Regions from separate parts of the Mus musculus genome. Here region 2 is linked to region 1. Evidence: chromatin contacts called from public promoter capture Hi-C data. All regions are on one chromosome and are shown on one strand. Each heading gives the region's core, a stretch centred on a gene start, on an enhancer-like site or on the middle of the called end of the contact. The rest is flanking DNA. Distances are from core to core; before and after follow the strand shown. Region 1 overlaps Magi1 (membrane associated guanylate kinase, WW and PDZ domain containing 1). Region 2 holds the start of Magi1 (membrane associated guanylate kinase, WW and PDZ domain containing 1).

Region 1 (4,156 bases), core at 959-3,458:
AGCTTAATGCAAGTATATTCTCTTTAGCACTAGAATCTGTCCCAAGTTCTGTCAAGATTGCTTTCTGTTGTGAACTTATTAAAAGGCAAATAGCTTGCCTTGCCTTGTTGCTCATTATACAATCCTAGCATTTGAATGAATACTACTATTAATTGTGTATTAGTTGTGGAATAATTATAATAAAGTAATACATTATAATATGTATTATAATATATAACATATGTGTATATATACATATATATGTGTGTGTGTGTGTGTATAATAACATATTTACCTGTGAGATACCAAAGCATTATTAATTTACCCTGTAGTGCACAATTGTTTCATATGCATAAATGGTGATATTTGGAAAATGCAAGCTAATATTGCAAAGTAGTATACAGTTAAAAGCCTTGTACTCTGTGATTTTTCTGTTACATATGGCTACAGATTTTGTTCAATAAATATAGGTTTGCATGTTCATGTTTATTGGAACAAGTTCAAGTGGAAATATATGTGTTTCTAATTTGAGGCACAGTCCACATGCTCATTTTACTCCAGTTCCTTGCTCCCTTAGCTGAAGAAGGAAGGAATGAACTAGGTGTGTGAGCAGATCTGTGTCTCATACGTGGGGAGTAATGGCCATCTGAGTATTCAGTGATTCTGTTTAATATAATATATAGGTAACCAGTTTTCAAAGATGAGAACACTACAAGGTTTCTGTGAACTGTACTTTAGTACAACTTCATGGAACAGGTTTAATATCTTTGACAAGAGATGAGTTTGAAGGCAGTTTAACCATTTTTATTACATTGGATCTTCAAAGTCCATGTCTACCATAAGTACATGGGAAATGTATGATAATAGATGATAGAAGGCCTTTCATTGAGAAAACTGCTGTGGAACGGGTGCATTAAGAAGGGCTACAGAAATTTTTTTTTTCACTAACAGCATTTTCCTTGACACAAGTATACATGCATATCCAGTGCAGGTCATTCAGTAATTATCTCATCAATATTAGAATCACATATTTCATTCATTTAGAATGATATATGAGTGCATAGACAGCATAAACACATAGTCACATAATGGCAGCTGTCAGTTTGTGGTTTTGCTGTAAGCACAGAGCTGCCTTGCCTCACTGTTTGCTGTCATGATCTGGATCAAGAAATTCTACTTCTCACACATACTGTGCCTGCAAAGTACTATACAGTTAAAAGTCTTATACTCTGCTCCACCTGCCCATGGAATTTTATTCATAAATATAATTACTCCTTTGGTCATCAATATTTGTCTAGCACCATTAGAAGTCTTGACCTTCCTTGTAGTATCAGGTCAATATTTTTAGTTGCCTGTGTTTTTGCTCCAGCGGGCTGTCTCAAAGAGATTTCTGACTCAGGATAATTAGAACTGAACTATTGACCCTATACTCAATGCTCCTCGTGTTGGTTGGAAGTAAATGGGTACACATTCAGGAATCCAATTGATCCATCACCTTTCTTCACCTCCATTTCTAATGCACGAGTCAGCTCAGTTCACATGCTTCCTTAATATGTCTGAAATCCACTCCATCTTTTCTTCCCCACCTGTAGAGCTCCTAGCTGGGTTACACAAGTCTCCTACCCAGATCCCTTCCTTCTGCTGCTCTCAGCAGTTGGTTGCTTTGGGGGTTGTTTTGTTTTGTTTTCTATGTCAGTGTGAGGGTGTCTTCTCTGCACTGCTGGGGCCTCTCTGGTTGCTTAGTAACTGCCTGTTCTGGTCTGCCTGTCCAGCCACCCTCGCTCTGCTCTGCCCTGCCCTGCCTTTTGCTTTGCACTCCCTCTAGACCTCGCTGAGTTGCTGCCTAACAGTTGGATGCTCAGGGCTTCCTCCTTAGAATGTGGTCACATTGCTCACAGTTGCTGAATATCTTCTATGTGAGACATCCATCCGTTGGAGACCCTGCAGACATGTCAGTGAATGCGACAGCAAAGCATCCGACTCTCACAGAGCTTGAATTGAGTGGTTTTCATTGACACCCATGCATCTTTCACATTGTAGCTCAGATACCATTTCCATGACCTTGGCTTCAGATACATACATTCACGTCACTCTAGTGTGTAGCGTACTCTGGAGACTTAGGCATGGTCTTAATTTCACTGAATTTTGTTTAGTTTTGTACATGTCTTTTCTTCCAAAAGAGTCATTGTATTTGTGCCAGTTTTAACAGTTGCCTAACACAGTGGCTGGCACATACTCACTGGGGTGGGGGTGGGGTGAGCAAGCCTTCCCGTGCACCTCATTAGGTAATACTAAATAGGCAGTTTTGCATTTTGTAATATCTTTGAGGTTTCCTTGTTCTTAAGTGGGAAGTCACTTATTACAGACCTTATTTTATTTAAATCTGATCATTTAAACAATAATAACAACAAAAAGAATGCTATTCAAAACTGATTGCTCATGCCAGCTGGGCATGGCAGCCTGTCTGTAGACTCTACCAGGAGGCAGAGACAGAATCCTGAGGTCAAACTAGCTACCAGGATTAGCTGATTAATGGTTAGTATCTAAGACAGTCCACAGTGTACCCTGAACACTGGCATATACACTGGAAAGAGGTTTGAACCCCCTTGCCTCTGGGGTCATGTAGCTTCCTTCCAGGGTAGGCGACAGCCACCTGCTCTCTGTAGCTCGGGAGCCTTTAACAACAAAATGAATGTTGTGTGCTGTGCCATGTTCTCATCTCAGTAATAACCAACTTATTTTATTGACAGCCAGAGGAGGTCAGAGGTGACTTGTTTTGCTAGCTGAAATAATTGAGCACAATTTACACTCAACTATGTCTGAACCGTTGGCTTAGAAAGCTTATGTACAAATCAACAAACAAACTCAAATCGGTGAGCTCTGCCTGCCATGATGCCCCTTCAGCGCAGCCTTCAAGCATCATTTCCTTGATATGTATCACCGTGGCATAGTTGATCTTTCTCCCCCTCTTGAAAGGCACTGGGGACATTATACAATCTCCCTTTTCAATTTGACCTCACTTTCCCTTTTCCAAGCCGCATTACTTTTAAGTTAAGTAATGCTCTAATTGCGAGTGTAATTGCTTCTGTGATGAGAGGATTATTGAAGGATTAAAAGGACCTATATCGAAAGGTCTCACGGCTTTGTCTGCTGCAAATAAGGTCTGTAATAAGTGACTTCCCACTTAAGAACATAGAAACCTCAGAGGTATTTGTCATCATTTACAACCAATCAAATAACATTTTGACATGCAAGGAAATGAGCCGTCTAATTATTTTGCCAATATCAGCTCTTACCATTTTGTGATTTACACTGAGGTCAGAAGTTTACTAGCCAAAGCCAGTGAAACTAACCACAATTCAGGTAAGGTCGCTGTAATGATGTTTTTTTTTTTTTTTTTTTTTTTTTTTTTTTTTTCCTGCTGTTTTTCTAATGGAGTTTCTCTCTTGGTGCTGGTGTCTGAATTTGTCTTTCTCTTTTCTGTCTCATTCCTGCTCTTCCTTTGGAGAAGAAGGGGTACACACCGAGGAGCTGGACAGTGAACTAGGTAATGCCTTGCACCCGCTTGATCCCCTCTCTGCCTTGAGTGCCCTTCTCCAGTCACAGGCTTCGGCCTGTCTTGCCCATGAAAGGCAGTGCACTTGCTGACAGGCATGAGGCAGAGCTGTATGTAATACACGGTGTTCACAGCGAAACCGTGGGAACAGAGTGAGACTAGAAAGAGTAAATTAGCGATAAATAGCCCTTAAATTTAGAATTGGAGAAGAAAATGAAGGGATACTTGCCATGACCCTTGAACTTTCATATAATCTGTCTTCGCTTCATTGCTTTACTTGTGTAGTGTGTAGGGTTGTTCGTATGAATAATGTAAACAAGCCAAGTAAAACAAAAGCTCTGGAGTTAGAGGTGATGATCAGTGTGCTAGCGGAATAGAATAATTCCAGTGAGGGGCTGCACGGGTGATGAGTCTTACGATGGTATTGTGTTTAAGCCACGGGCTGTGTGCTGCTGACCATGTCACTGCAGTGAGTGACTCTGGCAGCAGGTGCAGTGTCCGGTGCCACTGTCTGTATTGGCTCAGTGTAGATCAGCTTTTGACCACCGTGGCTGTTCCAATGTGGCCATCATTTGCACATGTCTATAATGCTGTTTCTTTCCTTTGCTGGATTGCTTTGTG
Region 2 (4,156 bases), core at 1,214-3,713, 510 kb before region 1:
ACAGTTAAGAGACTGGATTTATTAAGAGCCCTTGAACTGGGCTGGAGAGATGGCTCAGTAGTTAAGAGTGCCAACTGCTCTTCTGAAGGTCGAAAGTTCAAATCCCAGCAACCACATGGTGGCTCACAACCATCCCTAATGAGATCTGATGCCCTATTCTGGGGTGTCTGAAGACAGCTACAGTGTACTTACATATAATAAATAAATAAATAAATCTTTAAAAAAAAAAGAGCCCTTGAACTTGTAAAATGCTACAAAATTTGAAGACATGGGACTTTGAAAATCTATTTTATATTGCTGTATCAATATTATAATGGCATCTTGGGTACAAAGGCAGGGAAGGTTACAGTTTAACAGTAATGGTTGACAAAGAGTGGTGGGTTCTGCTAGTGAAGTTTTTGTCAACCTGAGGAAAACCTAGACACAGCTGGAGAAAGAGCATGGTAGCGGACCTGGGGAGTAGCTATGCCTATAGGGCATTCTCTTGATTGCTGGCTGTTGCAGGAGGACCCAGGCCACTGTGGTGGGTGCCATCCTTGGGCATGTGGACCTAGGATGTAGAAGAAAGGCAGCTGAGCAATCCAGGAGAAGCAAACCAGTAAGGTGCATTCCTGAGCTCTAAGTTCAAATAGACCCTTTTTGACTAAGTCGGTTTTGGTTAGTGTTTTATTATAGCAACAAAAAGCAAATTAAAACATCCTAGAGATGCTGATGGCTAGATCTCTGTTAGGGTTTGGCAGTTAGGTTTGAAGGGACTGCTCATTTGACCTCAGTAAAACCAAAACCAACAAAACCAAAAAGCAGCCCCCCTCCCCCAACACCACTATCACCACTTGGGGGAAAACACAACCAACCAATCCCCCAAAAACAAAACCAAAAAAAAAAAAAACAACAACAAAACACCAGAGACATGAAATTCCTTTCACCTTTTCAAATAATCAGGAGCAAGACGGTTTTTTGTGTGTAGCCAGTCTTAGGGAGCCCAGGCCATCCTCTCCTAGACTTTGCCTTGAATTCTTGGTCCCCATGCCTCAGCCTCACAAGTACCAGGATTACAGATGTAAAACGCCAGGCCCTCATTCTTATTAACTTAGAATAGCTCTCTAGAAACAGGGCTTGAAGAGCTTAAATGTATGCTTATGTTCTAGAGAGGGGATTACAACCCCAACCACTAAGGACTCTGACACCCCCCCCCCCCCCAGTTATCAGACTGTGAAATTTTATATGCCACCATAAATTATTTACTTTGCAAGTTTCCAGTGCCTATGTATTATTTCTAACAACTCTGTGTGTGAGGTGGGGTGGGGTGGGGGTGGGGGTGGAGGAGGGGGTGGGGGTGGGGGTGGGAGTGATTGTATTCCTCCAGCCTTGGCAAGTGGAAGGTCTTCACTTAATGTTGTACTTAAGATGCCTGCGGAATCTGAACTTCAGACCTATCCTCTCGACCCACCTCAGTGACATCCTCATCTCTCTGAGTGGCTCCAACTCAGCTCCTTTTATCTAGTAGATTCTCAAGTCCGTGACCAAAGAGGAACTCATTGGAAACCACTGAAAAATAAACAAAACCGCTAGGGCCACCACTGCACTGGCTTCTTGGCGGTGGGGGCTGTTCTTTCTGTCCCGGCCTCACCAGTGCCCCGATTACTGGACCCCGCCTCTGGGCGGCGAATTCCGAGGTGGCCGGCTCGCCCACGCTTGTGCAGGACCCGCACCCTGCGGTGATCTTTACTCCCCAAAGCAGTGCTTAGGTTTCTCGGCTCTCCTAGAAGCCAAAGGGGGCTGGCCACCGCCGCCCCCTTTGCTGGAAGGACAATGAGAGGCCAGCGAGAAGTCTTAGGTAAAAAGGCCACGCTAGCTTTGGCTTTTCTCGCTCGCTGGCAGTTTTTTCCTTGTCCTAAAAAGTTGGCCCCAAAGTTTAACGATGGGAGCGTATGTGTAGGTGCGTTTGGTGGGCGCGGACAGGGATGCAGAGGGTGTGTGGGTCTTGTTGATTCGGGTCCTCAGGGTCACAGAGACAAGAGCCAGGCTCCGCATGTGGACTTGAACCCCTGGGCGGGGAGCAGGCGCGGAAATGTGGCGGAAGGCGCGTGAGCGATGGCGTGGCCAGGCACTAGCGGAGGACGAGGAGGGACCCGGGTAGGCAGCAAGAGTGTGAGCCCCGCGCTGAATTGGTCTCCCAGCCCCCACCTGTTTGAAACGATTTGCAAACACCAAAGCCAAATTCTCTGTGTTCCAAAAGTTCGAGAGCTGGAGTCGGGCAAGCACACGTGTTCCCCCAAAAGGCTCTGGCTGAGCCGACCACACTGCAAGAGGAGGAATTCTAGGGGTGCAGGGAGAGGAGCAAGTTGGCGTCAATGAAGGGTCGGCCCTAGGACCCCGCGGGAGGCGCGTTGGAATCTCTCCCTTCCAGGAGGAGGGGTGGGGCGGGCCTGCCCGCGGGCGGCCGCCGGGCGCATGCGCGCGCGTCTCCTCTCCAGCCGGCCGCTGCGCTCCGCCGCGCGGAGTAGAATGAACTGTAACAAAACAAGCCGAGCCTTTGTATCTGCTTAAAGGGGCCGCGGCCACTTCCCTCGCGTCCCCTCACCCCCGCCCCGCGCCGTCGCGTCTCCAGGGCTCCCGGCAACTAGCTTGGAAAGGGCTTCCCTCGCGCTGAGGAGCGGCCGGCCGGCGCGGAGCAGGCGCGGCGTGTGTGGAGAGAGCCGCGGAGCGGAGAGCGGGCCCGGGCGGCGCCGGAGTGGACTCTGGTCCCGGGAGCGCGGTCGGCGCCGGAACGCGGACCCGGAGGCACCGGAATGCAAACAAAGCTCGCGGGCGCCCGTGCAGGGCTCTTCACGGAGCCCGGAAAGTTTGTTTTATGATGGCTTGAGAGCGCGAGAGAGTCGGGCGAGGAGGCTCGAGTAGCTCGCTCCCGCGCTCCGAGAGATGCTTCTCCCGTGAGCCCGCCGCTCCGGGGGCTCGTGCTGTGGGGGCACCTGTCTCTCGTTTTAGCAGTTTTCTTTTCTTTTTCTTTTTTTCTTTAATTTGAATTTTGTTTTCGAGGAGGGGCTGTAACTCATCATGTCGAAAGTGATCCAGAAGAAGAACCACTGGACTGGCCGCGTTCACGAGTGCACCGTGAAGCGGGGACCCCAGGGCGAGCTGGGGGTGACGGTCCTGGGGGGCGCGGAGCATGGGGAGTTTCCGTACGTGGGGGCGGTGGCGGCGGCCGAGGCGGCGGGGCTTCCCGGCGGTGGCGAGGGGCCGAAGCTGGCCGAAGGTGAGCTGCTGCTGGAGGTGCAGGGGGTCCGGGTGTCCGGCTTGCCCCGCTATGACGTGCTGGGAGTCATCGACAGCTGCAAGGAGGCCGTCACCTTCAAAGCCGTCAGACAAGGTAAGACGGGGCGTGCCTTTGGGGGGCGCACCCCGAAAAAGAGGGGAGGCCTGAGGGGGCGCCGTTTGCTCCGAGTGCTGTGAGCCAAAGTTGAGGCCCGGACCAGATGCACTCAAAGTTGTGAGGTTGTGGGCTGTGCGCCCACCTGCGTGGCGGGCTGGGGCCGGGGTTGCGCCGGGAAGCGGGGAGATGCTTCCCAGGTCTGGTTTGCCAACTTCTAGGTCGTAGCCACCTAGTGCTGCGCAGCCTCGCCTTCACCTTAAGGCAGATGGGGAACTGAGGGAGGCTAAGGTGGACGCTTCCCCCAGCCCCTTACGGGATGGATGAGCTCACGGAGCTGGTGGCTTGCCACTGCCTGTTTCCCTGAACTGGAGAGTGGGTCGTGGAAGGAGAGGGTCTATTTATGGTTGATTGGAATTCTTCCATCACAGAATTTGCCTTCATCCTGCAACCCCTCCAGGTGGGGCTGGGTTATAACCCACTGGAGTCCTTAATCCAGCCTCCTGCAGAGCCCGCAATCACCCCACAGCGGGGTGACGTCTGTGTCTCCTCCTTGTGGAGACCTACGGTGGGGGAAGGGGTGATTAGCGCTTGGCGCGAATCTAGTCCAAGTTTACCCAGCCACCTCCTCCTCTTGCACCGTCGTCCTTATTGATGATGGTTGTTGAGAGTTACAATTCATTGTTAGCGTGTTATGTGAGAGGCTGTCTGTAAAGTGGTTTAATTGCATTATCTCATTCTGATTCACATCAATGCTATAAGAACGACTCGGTTTTTGTAAGTCCT

Evidence for each region. Promoter capture Hi-C pulls out the DNA fragments that hold promoters and counts their contacts.
Region 2: a promoter capture Hi-C map of liver shows a contact between it and region 1, with 2.2 times the contacts expected there. The contact joins the promoter of Magi1 here to the enhancer-like site in region 1. A contact is called at or near these places in 4 of 39 promoter capture datasets (the 3T3-L1 cell line, cranial neural crest and liver) and 1 of 484 Hi-C or Micro-C datasets (uterus).

Annotation. Positions count from the first base shown.
Region 1 is chr6:93,768,878-93,773,033 of GRCm38.p6, reverse strand. Magi1 (membrane associated guanylate kinase, WW and PDZ domain containing 1) reads left to right here. Exons shown (of 24, transcript NM_001029850.4): 7 at 3,491-3,526. Among named protein-coding and RNA genes, the nearest start is that of Gm23035, 23 kb to the left of the region's middle. Within about 2 kb of position 2,208, at least 55 of the 459 cell types and tissues checked have an H3K27ac peak or open chromatin away from gene starts, as enhancers often do. A contact at or near this core is called in liver, where this site is marked.
Region 2 is chr6:94,282,224-94,286,379 of GRCm38.p6, reverse strand. It overlaps Magi1 (membrane associated guanylate kinase, WW and PDZ domain containing 1), which reads left to right and starts at 2,463. Exons shown (of 24, transcript NM_001029850.4): 1 at 2,463-3,370. The coding sequence starts at 3,058. Gm31661 (a long non-coding RNA gene) reads right to left here and starts at 2,459. Exons shown (of 5, transcript XR_377886.4): 1 at 1,451-2,459.